Linked DNA regions of Mus musculus: region 1 is linked to region 2. Evidence: chromatin contacts called from public HiChIP or PLAC-seq data. All regions are on one chromosome and are shown on one strand. Each heading gives the region's core, a stretch centred on a gene start, on an enhancer-like site or on the middle of the called end of the contact. The rest is flanking DNA. Distances are from core to core; before and after follow the strand shown.

Region 1 (2,912 bases), core at 85-2,584, 480 kb after region 2:
GTTATGGGCATGGGAGCCCTATAAACAATCTCAAAAAGAGTAACTAGACTGAATCAAGAGGGAGTATTTCAGTTCCAAATAGGGCAAGGGGAAGGAGCACCAAGTCTACGCCAGTCTCCATGGTTAATTTTGTCAAGGTCTCTTTTAGAGTTCTATTCATTCTTTCTATCTGTCCTGAGCTCTGAGGTCTGTACACACATTGTAATTTTCATTTGCCCTCTAAATACTTGGCCACACCCTGACTTATCTGGGCAACAGAGGCAGGGCCATTATCTGACACTATTGCTTTTGGCACTCTGAAACTTGGAAACATTTCTTCAGTAATCTTCTTGATGACTATCTGAACAGTCTCATTTTTACAGGGAAAAGCTTCTATCCATCTTGAGTACGTTCACAAAACCCAGAGGGTATTCATATACATATTTTTCTCAGTAAAGTCTATTTCCCAGTAGACACCGGGTCTGTCTTCCCAGTGTCTTTTCCCTGGATCTACTATAGTGTGGCAGACATTGACTCTTTGGCAGGACACACACTTGTGCACCACCTGTTCCACAAGGTGTTTTAAACCTGGTACATGGTACTTAGGCTTGGAGAATGTCTGGATGAGCTTGCTTACCTCTAAGTGAGTCCACTGATGCATCTGTTTGATCACAGCTTCTGCTTGTCTTTGTGGCAGGATTTTCTTTCCCTGGAGGTGTATCACAGTCTCTTATTTTTGCTGAACTGGTGACTGGAATCTTTGGAAATGAGGGCTAAATCCTCTGCTACGTAGGCAAACTCGGGCTCCATTGCCAGGAGCACCAGCAGGGCCATGGTTGTAACTGCTTGTGCTTCTCAGTCTGTCATGTTGTTGCCCCTTGTTATCATGGTATCTCTCTTCTGGTGCCTAGGACAGTGGATGATGTTTACCTTGGCAGGGTCATGGAGGGCCTCAGTAGAGCCAGCATTTCTTCTTTGTTTTTATTTTCTTTTTCTTCCCGGTGTCAGTAGACTCCTCTGTTGATATATGGTCCCATAGACATGAGCTGTGGCAAAAGCATACCTGCTATCCATGTAGATGTTGAGTCTTTTGAGCCGATGTGTCCTCTGGCAGGGCCTGTCCAGCTACCACAGCTGCTCCAGTATGTTTTTTTTTCTCTTCTTCTAGATAGCTGTTCCAGTCTATGAACCAGGTAACATCTGCACCCTCTAGTAACTGGTCTGTCAGATCTCCATGTCACCTATGCGTCTCAGCAAGAACCTGCTGAAAGTCTGGGTCTGGGAGCAGGGTAGCTGAGTTCAGACTTGCGGGAGGCAAAAGTGACTCTATCAGAGTTGAACAACAGAGTCTGGCAATGAGTCATGCGAGCGTTAGTCAGCCATCGATCAGGGCGCTTAAACACACTTTCTAGGGCATGCAGCACTGAGATTACCAGGTTCTGTCACAAAGCCAATATATCTGCGTCCTTGACCAGTAATGTTATAGTAGCCACGGTGTGCAAGCAAGCAGGCCATCCCACTGTCACAGGGTCTAATTTCTTAGATAAGTGTGCCACAGGTCTTTTCCAGGGCCTCAATCTCTGAGTAAGAACCCCTTTGGCAATATCTTTGTTCTCAGTCACATCTGGGAGGCCTAACGCTGAAGCCAACATTAGGGCAGTCTTAATGGCATCAAAGGCCTATTGTTCATTATTTTCCATACGAACGGCTGTTTTTAATTCAACAAAACCTGGAATCCACAGTCTGCAAAAGTCCACAGTGCTCAGGAACTTCTCTAACTTGATTTGAACTGGTCGGTGGGGGGAATATGAAACACAGTCTCTTTTCTAGCTGCTTCGGCAGGTAGGCCACAGGCCTCTTCCAAGGACTCGGCTTCTGTGTTAGCACCCCCTTTTGCTATCCCTTTACTTTTAGCCACAAACAGGTGGAAGGGTTTGGTCACGAGGCAGGGGGGGGGGGCTCCTCTTCTTTTTGTTGGGGCAGTCTCTCACCCAGTGCCCTTTTTCTTTACAGTAAACACATTGATCTTTAGCCAAAAGCTTTCTGTAGTTGCCAGGTACTATCTAAGTTCTCTAGTTTCTCTGACTATTGTGGCTAGCATCTTCTCTTATTCCTTTTTAATTCCCTGGCTCCCTGTTCCTTATAGATCATTTCTAAGTGCTAGCATTATCAGCATGTGCCAGTTTGCTGAGCTGTAGTCTTTCTTATTTACCTCTTTGCTGCTGTTTCCTAACTGTAATGGAGATCTCATACAATGCTCTCTCTCTCTCTCTCCATAGATAGATAGATAGATAGATAGATAGATAGATAGATAGATAGATAGATAGATAGATAGATAGATGTAGATGTAGATGTAGATGTAGATGTAGATGTAGATGTAGATGTAGATGTAGATGTAGATGTAGATGTAGATATATCTTTTTGTTTCTCCTCCTTGTCTTTGCTTCCTTTGGATGTTATCTAATTATCACGTCCCTATCCTATCACTTATCTTCTCTCATAGTTCACCTCTACCCTGTTTTATCCTTCTGTCTCACTGCACATCTCTGATTCTGAATCTGGTCTCTGTCTTTGTCAGCCTCATGTTTCCTCAACTCTTCCTCTTGCCTGTCTCTTACTTACTGGTTCCTCTTCTAAATATTTCTCATTCAGAATATTGCTCCCATTTCAGACCTCTCTAATCTCCTTCATCTCTATTTTCACTTCTCCTCACTGTTAACCTCTCTATTTGCCACTGTCATCCATCTCTCCTGAGTCTGCTGAAGCTTTGCTCTTAACTCACTTCCCTCCAGACCTCTATCCTTCCTTCGTTTCTCCTCCTCTGCACTTTCTTATTGATTTACACTAACTTTCTTACCGACTTACCCTGTCCTTCTCCTAACTTCTGTAACTTCCTGTTACCTTGGTCAGATTGTTGGGGCACTTTCTAGCCC
Region 2 (3,087 bases), core at 213-2,712:
GGAGTGTTGTGATGTGGTACCAGGTCTCAGACCCTAATCAGGTATCCTAATTTCAAGTTTAAGGTTATTTCATGAGCCATACCCTTTAGTAAATGCTAGCTGTTTATCAAGATTAAAACGATATTGCTTATAGAATGGGGCTTGGTAAACTACATCAGTAGGGCAAATCTGCCAAAGCCCTGGTTTTGTAAGTAAGACTATACTGAAATGCACTGTTCTGGCTTGTGTATAGCCTGTTGCTAATAGCTGATAAAATGCTGAGGTGCGTACGTGCCATAGAGAACGTACGATGGGCAAAGTCTAAAATTGTTTACTATCTGTCTCTTTATAGCAATGTGTTGCCAACGGCTGCTGCTACAGAAACAAGGAGGAGGGAAACAGATTATTAAAATATCTAGCTTACTATAAATCTTTAGTGAGATTCCTCCAGGGAGACATAAACACTCTCTGACTTAATATGATTGCCCCTCTGCTGGGCTCTCCACATTGCAGATATCCTGAGTATATCAGGATCACAGAGAGCTGAAACATCAGGAAAAAGATAGAATGATCCTGTTTTCTTTGAGATGACTGGTATAAGCAAAGTTGGCTCTACTGTGGATTTTCCATTAAAAATTAGACAGTGGTCCCTAAGATTTAACTCTAAGTATTTCAATAATACTGCACTTATCAGAGTACATTCTGATGACTTGTGTGTGTCGGCCTCCTTATACATAAATTTAGACTTTGCCCTCACTGAAAATTAGTGACCCTTGTGCTGGACAGTTTTATGTCAACTTGATGCAAGCTAAAGTTATGTGAGAGGAGGAACCTCAATTAAGAAAAGAACTCCAGAAGATTAGGCTACAGGCGGGCCTGTAAGGCATTTTCTTAATTAGCGATTGATGGGGGAGGGCCTAGCCCATTGTAGGTGGGGCCATCCCTGGGCTGGTGATCCCGGGTTCTATAAGAAAGCAGGCAGAGCAAGCCTTGGAGAGCAAGGCAGTAAGCAGCACCCTCCAGGGCCTCTGCATCAACCCCTGCCTCCAGAATTCGGCCCTACTTGAGTTCTTATTCTGACTTCCTGTGGTGATGATGAACTGTGATGTGGAAGTGTAAGCAAAAATAAACCTTTTCCTCCTCAACTTGCTTTTTGATCGTGGTGTTTCATCACCACAATAGAAACCTAATTAAGACACTTCTTTTTGCATTATAAGTTCCCAGAATGATACTCAGTAGAGGCTCTATAAACATTGCTGAGTTGTGACTAGAGCTCCCTGATGCTCACTTGAAGAAAATCAGCATAACTTACATTGTTATTTGGCATCTGGCAGTGTGAACAAATGTAAGCCAGTTTACCCTGAGATGGTGGTACATTAATGCAGTGCCACGAGCAAAAGGTGCCAATCCCTAAGATATGACTCAATCTGAAACCACTGTCAAACAAGTGAGTTGGCTTAGAAAGTTCACTATGTAATATCTTCTAACATGGTGAAGTTTGTTAAGACAACAATGACCTTTCTGACTAGTTCCTCTTGTGGTTAAAGACAAGAGTATATTCTCTGAGGAGTTGAGCTGAAAAGCAAAACTCACCTCAGGAGAAAAGAAAACAAATAGCTCTTTTAGAAACAAAAGTACGTTGAACGTTGAACTATTAAACTTTTTAATCTTTCTCTCCTCCCCACCCCTGCCTCCCCAACCCCTCCTCCCCCTCCCTCCCTCCTCCTCCTCCTCCTCCTCCTCCTTCTTTTTCAACTCTTGATGCATGGATAGAATCACTCCAAAGCTAAGATAGTCTTTCTACTTTACTTTGTTTGTAACTCCAAATGTAGAACTGCATATTTAGGGGTATGTTGTGGGATGCAATTTCTATCTATGTTTAGAAATTCAGTGAACATGTTCCAGCAGGGCCTGCAGTCACGAAGCTCCTATAACGCCTTAGCAACCTCGTCCATATAAATAGTTAATGTGACTCATATCACAGAGATCGTTTGTTACATTCCTGTTTTGCCGGTTAGGTTGGTTACATGGTTAAAGACTTGGCAAGGAAACACAGAAACTCTGGACAACGGGTGTGTAGCCACAAAGCAGCTGCATTTGAGGGCATTTCTGAGTAAGCACAGATGTCAGTAGAGTGGCCATAGTGTCTCAAGCCCTACCCGCTGACAAAGCATTGTACCCACCATGGTGCTGCTGGCCTGGCACATCACGAGTTAGCAGCACCTGACATGGGTTAAAATAGTTAACTTTATTCTTCCATTCTTAGTATAACAAAAATTAACTGAAAACAAAATACTCCAATAGGAGCAGTCTGTAAAATGAGAGCAGACAATGGCCTCAGGAAGTCACACTACCTCTTACCCCAGGCTTGTCCAGGCACACGAGGCCTAGGCACCTTCTGATTCAACCACAGTTGAATTTGAATCAGAGCAGTGAGGCTAAGCTTCTGAGGCCTGGGAGTTAAGTGTGGAAATAGGACCAGACAAAGTTGCTCTTGGTGGTACCAAGCTAAAGCCTGGCTACAGCGCATCTTTCTTTGACAGGTAAAGATGATTCAGATGATGCAGCTGCTTCCTTGAAGAGGGCAAGCAGCAGCCCAAGTTCAACTGAAGTTCCACAGCTTTCCAGCTCACTCCCCAATCTGGTTATGTGTGAGCCATGCTGGGTAATTGATTAGCTGTGGAAAAGTAAACTATCTTAGATCATTTTCTTTCCTAGCTATTTTTATCTCCCTATCCTGGGGGAATACAGAAAGAGCTCAAAAGAAAGATGCTACAAACTAAAACTATTTGCATATGCTCCTCCCTAGTCTAAGTGTGGCTTGCAAGACTGATGACTGATGTCATCTTGACAGCTCTTTGCACATAATGAATTCATTCTTTCTTAAATAAAGGTGCCCTTCACAGAAGTGCCATGAAAACAAAAAGACGTGGACTAATCACTGAGCAAACATCCTCTCTTTGTCTACGACATTATTTCTTCACTATTAGGCCTGGATACCTTATCAAAACCTGAGTTCTAGTACCATGTGAACTTTGGTTGCTAGGATTATTAATTAACAGAAAGGATACACTGAAGACTCATATATAGCATTTCAGTCACTGTATA

Evidence for each region. HiChIP or PLAC-seq counts read pairs in DNA pulled down with a chosen protein or histone mark.
Region 1: a FOXA1 HiChIP or PLAC-seq map of pancreatic cancer cells shows a contact between it and region 2. The contact joins two enhancer-like sites. A contact is called at or near these places in 1 of 115 datasets of contacts at active chromatin or transcription factors (pancreatic cancer cells) and 2 of 9 other capture datasets (adipose tissue and embryonic stem cells).

What each region holds. Positions count from the first base shown.
Region 1 is chr1:54,321,802-54,324,713 of GRCm38.p6, forward strand. All of the region lies in intron 15 of Ccdc150 (coiled-coil domain containing 150), which reads left to right. Among named protein-coding and RNA genes, the nearest start is that of Ccdc150, 73 kb to the left of the region's middle. Within about 2 kb of position 1,335, at least 2 of the 459 cell types and tissues checked have an H3K27ac peak or open chromatin away from gene starts, as enhancers often do. A contact at or near this core is called in pancreatic cancer cells, where this site is marked.
Region 2 is chr1:53,844,054-53,847,140 of GRCm38.p6, forward strand. All of the region lies in intron 21 of Hecw2 (HECT, C2 and WW domain containing E3 ubiquitin protein ligase 2), which reads right to left. Among named protein-coding and RNA genes, the nearest start is that of Mir7681, 3.8 kb to the right of the region's middle. Within about 2 kb of position 1,463, at least 102 of the 459 cell types and tissues checked have an H3K27ac peak or open chromatin away from gene starts, as enhancers often do. A contact at or near this core is called in pancreatic cancer cells, where this site is marked.